Linked DNA regions of Mus musculus: region 1 is linked to region 2. The links are chromatin contacts, called in public Hi-C maps. All regions are on one chromosome and are shown on one strand. The core of a region is the stretch at or near the end of the contact, and the rest is flanking DNA. Distances in the headings are between cores, read along the strand shown.

Region 1 (5,263 bases), core at 2,060-4,559, 410 kb after region 2:
GAAGATCTGCCTTATCTCATTCCGATAGAGTCGCGCTTCCTTCTTTCTCTTTACGGCACTCAAAAACCCCTCAAGTGAAACACCTAGAAGTTGTGGGAGAAAAAAAACAAAAAAAAAACAACTTTTTTTTTCCTGCCATAGATGACTATGACTATTTCTCTTCAGGAAAAAGTAAGCCAGACTTAAACAGACTTAAATATTACAAGTCATCTGAGTTTTATCTTTCACAGAGGGCATTTACTCCTAAATACAGGAAAAAAGGCATCGTGTTGTGCTACATTTGAAGCGGGCCCAACCCTAGCAATCAACAGTGACAACCAGAGACACGCAGGCCCACTGAGCTTCTGAAGGGACGGGGAAACCATGACCTTGAGAAAGTTTAACACTCTCCCTCTACTGGATCCAAATGACAGGCATGGTAGCGCTTATTGAAGAAAGTCACATAATTTTCCTTCCCCTACGCTGCTTTAATACCTTTGGCTTTTCCTGGCCAGATGTCATTTCAGCAGGTTTTTTTCCCCCAACTGGGAGATAGGGTCAGAGAAGTAGTTTCTCAAAAGTCAATACCAATTGTATGCCACAGACGAAGGTGGAGAGAATATTACATAAACAATGGAGCTGGCGCCATCCCCAGCCCTGGATACACCCCACAACGTGTTCAGCAGCCTCGGGCGCAGCTTCCCGCCACTCTCGTAATAAAAGAGCCCAGCATGATGATATGAGATTGGGCACTGTGCTTACAATGTCTATTAAAATGAATTCTAATGTGATCTTTGTAGCAGGTTTAAGGAGCAGAGCCAAGAATTTAGACATTTTAGTGAACCGAGCCTGAAATATATAGAAAGAGCAGTTAATCTGCGTACTGCACGATCTTCCTTGTTTTAAAAATAGTCCCAAACTATCTAACAAGTATGTGTAACTATTTTTTGGGCGATGTAACTAATGATATTAAACCGTGTCTTTCCTAAAATAGCTTCAAGTGTTTACAATGTTAAAACAATTTTCTTAATTTCATTTTTGTGAGATTAATGACTTGGAGGCTTTTAAAATGATCTATGTAGTTTTATGCTTTTAAATGATTATTATCCACATTTTAAGAACCCACTATGGGCCAGCCATTGTGAAAAATGCTGGAGGTAGAAGGTGAAAAAGAACGTGATTCAAGTTCCAAGGGAACAGTATGCTAGGGAAGGAGGCCATTATGTGTTTGACTGCAAGTGCACACATCCCTGAAAACTGTGGCTCACTCAATGATGGGGATGGAAGGTTGTGAACAAAGGACCCAGGAGCCCTTATAGTATAGACGGGATGAGGGGGCTCTTACAGGAAGAGATAGTTCAGCTAAAAACTAAACCATGAAAATACTAAAAGTAGCTACAGGATGAGAAGACGAGAAATCCGGGCAGTGGACAACACATGCCAAGGCCATGGGGTAGGAAGGGAAAGGAGGCCATGCAACTAGAATAGGTTCAGAGTGAGAGGAAGAAACACAACACAATGACTGGTGAGGGACAAGGGGCCTGAACTCTCAGTCCTCTGAGACCGCAGTAAGAAACAAGAGCTTTACTGAAGCTGAAATAGCAAGTCAGGAAAAGGTTTTCCTTAGCCAGTAGTATGATCTGATCTAGAACTTGGAAATGTATTTCAGGGTATGGCTGTTGTGAAGAAGGACTGGGAATAAAAGCAACAATGTAAAAGGAGAGACAGGGTAGGAGGCAAGCGCTCCGTGGGTGGTGGCAGCAGAGGGGATAGAGGTGGGAGGCCATGCTCTAGAACACAACAGATGAGACAGGTGAGGTGTCAGACAGAACACAGAGGTTCTGGGTCCAGTGCTAGGTGGTCTGAGGGGGTAAGGGGATGAGGATGCCTCTGGGAAGGGTAGGGCCAGAGGACAGAGAAAGTGCTGTGGTTTAGATGGGCTGACTGTGCTACACATTGGAGCCAGCTAAGAGGAAAAAGGACCAGGAGGCAGCTGGCCTTAGGCTTCTAGGCAGAAGGTATCTCCCATTATCTACCAGCAATAATGGCGGGCAGCGAGTCAATAAATAACAGCCATCCACGTCTGTTGGTGTCCATGAAAGATGGAGGTTTCAGGATCCCCGATCAGATATCAAATATGGAGGATGCCAAAATCCCTTATATGAAATGATACAGTGTTTGTATGTATCCCTACACAACTGTCCTGTAAACTTCAAATGGCCTCCAGACCACTTGTAATGGCTAATGTACCATAACTGCTCTGTATGTAATTGGGCTGCATTGTTTAGTCAACAACGATGAAGAAAAAACAACTCCACATATATTCAGTTCAGTTGTGACTTTTGTCCAAATACCGTGGTTAGCTGCAGTGCAGCACCTTCGGATGCAGGGAGCAGACTGTGCTGCACTAAATTAGCATATGCAGTAGTATTTTTTTTTCCTGCAGTTGCTAAGGACAGAGATTGACGCAGCTCTATTCGCATCTAATCACCCTGGGACCAGAGAACATATTTTAAAAGGCTAGCTGAGGTTGAAATTGAAGTCTAACCATGCATGTTCCCAAAGATCATATCCATAACTTTTAGTTTCATGAACTCCAAAAGCTAATAAATTAAATCACATCTAGAGTTGCTGATACTCCTGAGTAATTTATTCCCGGGTGATGTGCATTCTGTAAGATCTCTCAGCACCCTGCGCCAGCCCACTCTCCAGCCCCTCTAACACACATCCTGGCACTTCCTGCCTCCACAGGCTCCAAGCACCTGGTGCCCTGGCCCTTATAACCACACCGCCTGAGAGCACCTCTTGCCTTACTTCTCCTAGTGAGTTTTTATTACACATCTCCTTCCAGACACAACGGACGCATTGCCTTTACTTTAAAGGTTCCCTGATGTGTCTCAGTTGAGTCTCTTTTACTGCGACCAGCAACCCAGAGGTCACAACACAGTCAGGGAATGGATTGGGCTCTTTGGCAGGGGTCTGAATACATGTCTAGGCAACAGATCTAGGGAAAAGGACTGTGTGCTGTTCAAACATTCATTCCCAGCATTCAGCATCATGCCTGTGTAGAACAGGCATTCATTACATGCGTGCTGGGTAACATGTAATGAATTAATAAGAATGAACATGGAGATATCATTTCTAATTTTCAGCAAAACAAAACAAAAAAAAACAACATTAAGATATGTGTTATGCAAGGTCAACTTATGCTGCTGAAGGGGAACACTTCTCCATTGCTGAGAGGATGGCAAACGTATACAGCCACTTTGGAAATCAATACGGTGGTTTCTCAGAAAAGAAGGAATTGATCTAACTCAAAACCCTGCTGTACCACTCCTGGGCATATACCCAAAAGATGTTTCACAATACCACATGGACACTTGCTCACCTATGTTCATAGCGGCTTTATTCATAATAGCCAGAAACTAGAAACAACGCAGATGTCCCTCAACTGAAGAATGGATAGCGAAAATGTGGTATATTTACATAATGGAGTATTAATTAAAAACAATGACATCATGAAAATTTAAGGCAAATATATGGAAATAGAAAAAAATCACAGAGTGATGTAACCCAGACCTAAAAAGAAAACCAACCATGGCATATAGTCACTTTTAAGTGGATATTAGCAGTAAAAGATAATTATGCTTCAATTCACAGACCCAGAGAAGTTAAGGAACAAGAAGGGCTCAAGGGGGTCACTTGAATCTCACTGTGAAAGGGAGAAAGAATAGACACTGTGGGTGGATGGTGGGAGGGTGGGGTCTGAATGGGAGAGTGGGGGTGGGAGCAGAAGGGCTCAGGTGGGGGAAGGATGAAGGAGAGAGTCCTGGGAGAGACAACTGGAATCAGGGAAGCATCTATTAGAAAAGCTAGAAAACTTGGGCAATAAAAACTCCTGGGAATCTATGAGGGTGACCCTAGCTAGCAATGGGGGATATAGAACCTGAACTGGCCAATTCCTAGAACCAGGCAAGACTTCCAGTGGAGAGATTAGGACACCAACCCAGCCACAAAACCTTTGACCTACAATTTGTCCTGCCTACAAGATGTGCTGGGCTAAAGGTGACACAGAACTTGTGGGAGTGGCCAGCCAATGACTGGTCCAGCTTGAGACCTATGACGTGAGAGGGAGACCACCCCTGGCATTGCCTAGAGGGCAAGGACCCATGGCTGGATAGCTCAGAGACCTAAGCTAGAACCAATCATGCCTGGCAAAAAGGGGGGGGGGAAGGGGGAGAGGAGAGGAAGAAAGAGGAGAAAGAAGAGGAGGAGGAGGAGGAGGAGGAGGTGGAGGAGCACAAGAACAAGAACAAGAACAACAATTCTCAGAGACTGGCATCTTGCCCAGTTGTCATCAGAGTCTTCACCCAGCAACTGATGGAAACAGATGCAGAGATCCGCAGCCAAACATTAGGCAGAGCTTAGGGAATCCTGCGGAAGCAAGGGAGGAAAGATACTACAAGAAAGTCAACAAAATCAACTCTCCTGAGCTCAGAGGGGCTTACAGAGAAGACCTACCTACCATGGAGCCTGCATGGGACTGACCAAGGCCCTCTGTATATAAGTTAAAGTTGTGTAGCTTGGTGTTCTTGTGGGACTCCTAACAATGGGAGCAGGGGCTGTCTCTGACTTTGTTGCCTGCCTTTGGGCCCCTTTCCTCCTACTGCCCCACCCAGTCTTGACAGGAGCGGAGGTGCCTAGTCTTACTACAACTTCATATGCCATGGCTGCTGATAACCGTGAGGGCCTGCCCCTTTCTGAAGGGAAATGGAGGAGGAGTGGATGAGGGAGGGGGATACTGAGAGGAGAGAAGGGAGGGGAAACTCTGGTCAGGATATAAACATAAATAAATAATAAAAAAATTTAAGGTGTGTGTGTTTTGAATCATCTTTAACTCCAAAAAGTAATGGCAAAAAGCAAATTACTTTTCATTTACAGAGCCAGTAAAATAAACCATTGCTTTAGGGGAAAAAAAAAAAGCATTCGGTGAGAAGGAAAGCAATGGCTAAGATCTGCTCTGATCATGGCAGCTCACTCAGAGAGATGCGAGGCAGAGTGTAGCTGTATGGTTCAATGGGTGATGCATAAGAAAAGGGAGCATATGAATGCTGTTGTCGGTTTAATTACATATTCAGATAACACATCCACACTTGGAGTTATACAGTATGCAGGTCATCATAGTATAGAAAACAAATGTTCTTTAGGTTTTTTTAAAATAGGAAAAATATTTAAATTGTATGTTTGCTACCACTTAAATGAAAAAAAAAACAATCTAATAACA
Region 2 (5,313 bases), core at 1,901-4,400:
CTATTTAATTTTTTTGTGTACCAATTTAATTTACTTACATACCCAGTGTCCTATAATATCTCTCAGGCTAAAAGGAGACACAAGTGGAAAAACTTTAGCTTGTCCTGCGAAAGACAGGTACAACAAGCCTTCTGCACGTGAGGTAGGCGAGCATAGAAAGAGTGCAATGAAAATCGGGCAGTAATAAGAGCTTGCTGACGGGAACCTGATAGAGCTGTCTCCTGAGAAGCTCTGCCAGTGCCTGACAAATACAGAAGTGGATGCTCACAGCCATCCATTGGACAGAGCACAGGGTCCCCAATGGAAGAGCTAGAGAAAGGACCCAAGGAGTTGAAGGGGTTTGCAGCCCCATAGGAGGAAGAACAATATGAACCAACCAGTACCCCCAAAGCTCCCTGGGACTAAATCACCAACCAAAGAGTACACATGGTGGGACTCATGGCTCCAGCTGCATATGTAGCAGAGGATGGCCTAGTCGGGCATCAATGGGAGGAGAGGCCCTTGGGTCAACCCTGAGTTCTTCTGTATGCTCTTCCACTGTGCTACCGCTCAGCTACATACACCCCAGACTCATAGATTTATTACTAGTTATTTCTTATTTCTCCTTCCACTTACAAATCCTTGCTGGCTAAGGTGGCATGTGCCATTAATCCCAGTCCCCTGGAGGCAGAGGCAGGTAGATCTCATAGTTTAAAGCCAGCCAGGTTCATAAATCAAGTTCCAGTGCTAAGCGACACCCTATCTTAAAACAGTAAAAAGGAATCTCACACTTCACATTTCCTCATCTTCTTCAGAGAACCTTTTGTGAAATGCCCTTTCTCGGATGTCATAAAGCCATTAGAAACAAAAAAGGGCTGGGCATGGTAGCATATGCCTTTAAAAACCAGCACTAGGGAGGTAGAGAAGGGCTGATCTCTGTGAGTTCGAGGCCAACCTGGTGTACAAAGCAAGTTCCAGGACAGCCACAGCTGTTCTTATACAGAGAAAGCCTGTATCAAAAAACAAACAAAACAAAACAAACAACAAACCAGAAATCCACACATTTTATAAAGGACTCATTTTCATTCCAACCCTTGATAAGAGCATAGTGTATAAACTTCTACTGGAAATTACTTCTAACTAAACAATGTCTGACTATACTGGCTGAGAACCTATCAGCAGAGAGAATGGCCTTCTTTGCAGGCAGGAGTAGCCGAAACAAGAGCCAGAGTTCCCTTCCATGGGTCTTAATTCACCCCCTAGCTAGCCAGGACCACCAAAGGGAAGCAACTCACAGGCACTCGCAGAAGACAATGACCATGTATATTAATGTGGCCTGCACCGGGCCCACACTTATGTGTAAACAGCCATCTGTTAAATATTTAAATATTTATGGTCAAATATTTAAAGGCAATTTTAAATAAAACAATGGAAAGAAAAAGAAATCCCGAGACAGACATAAAAAACATCAAACTCCCTTATTGCTTGAGAACAGGCTAGCTGGTTTCTCCATCTTTATGAACAGCTTACAAAGGGCATTAACGACTAAGAGTTGTTTGTTAAATGAATAAGTGAAAGAATGCTCATATTTGATTTGCTATCTTTGATACATAGAAAAGTCAGTTGACTTTAACATCTTTTAGATCAAGCCACATTTAAATTAAATATATATTTAATCTCACAATTTTCAGTCTGGCCCATCCAGGTTACATCAACTAGAAGAATTTTAAGAGTTACCATAAACTAAGTAGTACCTCCTGAGCAGCATGCTAAGTACTTAATGAGTTATTTAATTTTCCTATCATCTCCATAAAGTAAACAAGTTTCAGAAATTATGTCCAAGGTCATTTGGCCAGGAAGCAGAAAGGATAAGTCCCAGGATGTATTAGTTACTTGCCTGCTGCTGTGATAAAATCTTTAACAAAGGCAACTGGGGGAAGGGGTTCTCTGCTCACACTGTGAGCGTACAGCCTGCGGAGGAAGGGAAGCCATGGAGGTAGGGGCAGAGGCTGGTGAGGCTGGTGGCTACATTGTATCCAAGATTAGGAACCAAAGGATGCTTCTGCTCAGCTTCCTTCCCCCTATTTAATCAGTCTGGGTCCTCGGCTCGTAAAAAAGGCATCCTCTATATTTAGAGTGGGTCTTCCCACACCAATTAACCTAATGTAGAACCTTCCAGGAAGACATGCCCAGAGGTTTGTTTCTATGGTGATTCTAAATCCCACCTCCCACCCCCAAAGTTGACAATCTAGATTAGTCATCACAGGGAGTAACAACATGGATCCGCTGCTTTAGACTGGGTTGGTAGGACCACTCCCTAAAAACAGCCTTAGCATACATTTTCAGACTTATATTTGTTGATTAAAACCAGCCCTCCTCCCGTCCTCCCCCACTGTCCTGGAAGCCAGGGTTGTTTTCATTCGGTCTGACAATTGCATTTGGCCTCTCAATCTCGTCAGCCATCAATCAGTCCGCAGCTCTAGAACAGCCCAGAAACACTATCACTCAATTCTACCTGCCCTCTCCCCAGCATGAGCAGATCTTTGACTGGAACAAAATAAGCTGTCCAGAATGTCCAACCCGGCCCCTTAGCTGAAGCCCGAGCTGGAGCTGATGACACGACAAGTGGAATCTGCCCATGGCTCACTCTGCTGCTCTCTTGTTTTGTGACTCCCATGGCCTTCAAATTTCTTGATATGTATCTTATAAATTCCCACCCCCTCCAAATGATGGGGACCAGCAAGCAAACGAGAGAGTAAAAGTACTTTCTGAACAAATCAAATCACTTCTAGAGTAAAGATGTTAGAGTCATCCTTTGAAACAGGGCAGGGTGTGGTAACTGCAGCCAGTCTTCACCAGGCCTAAGCATCCAGCCGCTCTGGTGTGTGCATGGCTTTTATGAATCAAATGTTCCCAGGGAACACCTGGAGTCCTTATGGAAGGTGCAAACAGGGCAGGCAGCAGGCACATGGCCTGGAGGTCTCAGAGTCAGATCTTGGGAGACTTCTGTAGCTTGGCTTTTGTTTTATAATATTTGGGTTTCATTTATGACTGAAGCATGACTTTCTCTGGTAATGAGTAACTCGTGGCTAAGATTAATTGCCTAACTGTAATTACATTTGCCTTGCGTACCACATGTTGTAAGCAAGCCACCAGGGCACCAACTAGGGCAAGGAGCTGTGGCTGTTCTAAGAGTTTTAGTGTCTGAGTATTTCACCATCCCCAAAACACAGGACTCTGGCCTCTCTTGTCCAAAAAAAAAAAAAAAAAAAAAAAAAAAGACTCGAAATCACAGAGAATCACACAGATAGGACTTTTACAACCTAACCAGCCATCTCTGCTTCCTCACGCAGCAGCCTCCATTTTGAACCTGAGTTTCTTTTCTGCTTTCTGGACTCTCTCATTTTCTCCAATGTATTCATTCAGGGGAGGGGGAGGACGGAGCCATAAATGTCATTTCATATTCTAAGCAATTTGCTATAGGCAACTACACCATTACTTTGTACAAATAAATTTACATAAATCATTATTAGAATGCTCTATCTTGGCAACACTATTTGGTTCCCAGAGCACAAATTAAATGCATGCTTAAAGTGGAATATTTTAAAGTTATTTCTATATTGTTTATGAGACAAGATTAGAAGTTTCTACCTAGTTTTTCTTTCAGAACGGGCGCATTTTCTTTTTGTTTGTACATCTCCGAAGCACGTGTGTGAGATCCCGAGGGGGATCGGTGGGGGGGGGGTGTGTGTGTGTCTTGAAGCAAGCAATGCAAGCTGACTGTCACATGTGGCTCCGTGGTGAGCCACTGGTCCTTCTGAGCTCGTGTGCTTGGTTCGGAACACTAACGAGGAAGCATTTAGGGAAATGACCACATGGTCTTGCATTTTGTTGAACAGTTTTTTGCTTAATACGCTTTTGTCCTGCAGGCTTTCTGGTCTGTGTTGACTGTGGTTAGGCCTTTCATTCGGATATGGTCCCATGGAGCCCGAGCTGGTTTGGAACTTAGCTACAGAAGTCTCCCAAGCTCTGACTCAGAGACCTCCAGGCTGCGTGCCTGCTGCCTGCCCTGTTCACACCTTCCATAAGGACTCCAGGCGTTCCCTGGGAGCGTTTGAATACTCACTGGAGTATTCCCAGTGTATACAGTGTTTCAGACTAAGCCTAAGACTTTCATATGCTAGGCAGGCACTCCACCAACCAAGGTCTACCTCCAGTCCCCCAACACGCTTTTCTATTTTATTTATTTCATCGTTTTTAAAGTTTTTTTTTAATTTATGTATGTGTGTGAACCTGCACCAATGTCTGTGCATGTGTGTGCAGAAGCCAGGAAACCAGAATAGGCTGTCCAGGCAATGGAACTGGAGTTGTGGGCAGTGATAAGAGCCCCCATGAAGGAGCTGGGAGCTGAATCCCAGTCCTCTTCAAGAGCAGTCAGTGCTCTTTTTGTTGATTGTTTGTTTGTTTGTTTCAAAACAGGGTCTCACTATGTAGCCTTGGCTGTCCTGGGACTCACTATGTAGAATAGGCTGGCCTCCAACTCATATTCACCTTACTCTGTCTCCCAAGTGCTGAGATTAAAGGTGTGTCTGGCAGACAGTAAGTGCTCTTAACCATGTATTCTCCAGCACTGATATAGTCAAACAGTTACTGTTTATTTATTATCATTGTAAGTATACGTATGAGTGCATGTGCGCGTGTGTGTGTGTGTGTGTGTGTGTGTGTGTGTAAGAGAGGGCATGCCTACCATGTGCATACGGAGGTCAGAGAACAACCTTACAGAGTCAGTTATTTTCTTCCATCTTTACTTGGGTTAGGGGACTGAATTTGGACTCTGGTCATCTGGCCTGCATCGTTTGGCAGCAAGTGCCTTTACCCACTAAGCCATCCTGCCAGCCCCACAGGATGTACTTTTAAAAAAAAAGATTTATTTATATTATGTATATGGGTGTTTTGTCTGATTGTCTGTCTGCATACCAGAAGAGGGAATTGGATTCTGTCCAGTGATAGACAGTTGTGAGCAGTCATGTGGGTGATGGGAATTGAACCTTTGACCTCTGGAGGAGCGGCCAGTGCTCTTAACCACCGAGCCATCTCTCCAGCCCCCTGGATGCCCGTTTTAATCTTACTAGGCTACAGCTTTCCTTGGCTCAGCCAGTCAGGCACTCGTATCTCCAGTTTTAACTACAGATTTCCCTCCAGTGTCGTACAATCCTACCAGCTTGGGAAAAAACATTGGCAAAATGAAAAGAGCTTATTCACGGTAGCCGTGCAACACTCACTTGATTTAAACCCAAAATATTTATTTGCTTTCAAATAAAAGCGCTCATATCT

Evidence for each region. A called contact is a pair of places that touch in the nucleus more often than the background predicts.
Region 1: a Hi-C map of liver shows a contact between it and region 2, with 2.4 times the contacts expected there. The contact joins two enhancer-like sites. A contact is called at or near these places in 2 of 39 promoter capture datasets (hippocampal neurons and liver), 4 of 484 Hi-C or Micro-C datasets (bone marrow-derived macrophages, embryonic stem cells, hematopoietic stem cells and 1 more), 2 of 115 datasets of contacts at active chromatin or transcription factors (embryonic basal ganglia and embryonic stem cells) and 1 of 9 other capture datasets (macrophages).

Annotation. Positions count from the first base shown.
Region 1 is chr12:99,855,557-99,860,819 of GRCm38.p6, forward strand. It overlaps Efcab11 (EF-hand calcium binding domain 11), which reads right to left. Exons shown (of 6, transcript NM_030172.2): 4 at 1-83. Among named protein-coding and RNA genes, the nearest start is that of Efcab11, 25 kb to the right of the region's middle. Within about 2 kb of position 3,310, at least 5 of the 459 cell types and tissues checked have an H3K27ac peak or open chromatin away from gene starts, as enhancers often do. A contact at or near this core is called in liver, where this site is marked.
Region 2 is chr12:99,442,326-99,447,638 of GRCm38.p6, forward strand. The region is part of intron 1 of Foxn3 (forkhead box N3); the gene reads right to left. Among named protein-coding and RNA genes, the nearest start is that of Foxn3, 5.1 kb to the right of the region's middle. Within about 2 kb of position 3,151, at least 15 of the 459 cell types and tissues checked have an H3K27ac peak or open chromatin away from gene starts, as enhancers often do. A contact at or near this core is called in liver, where this site is marked.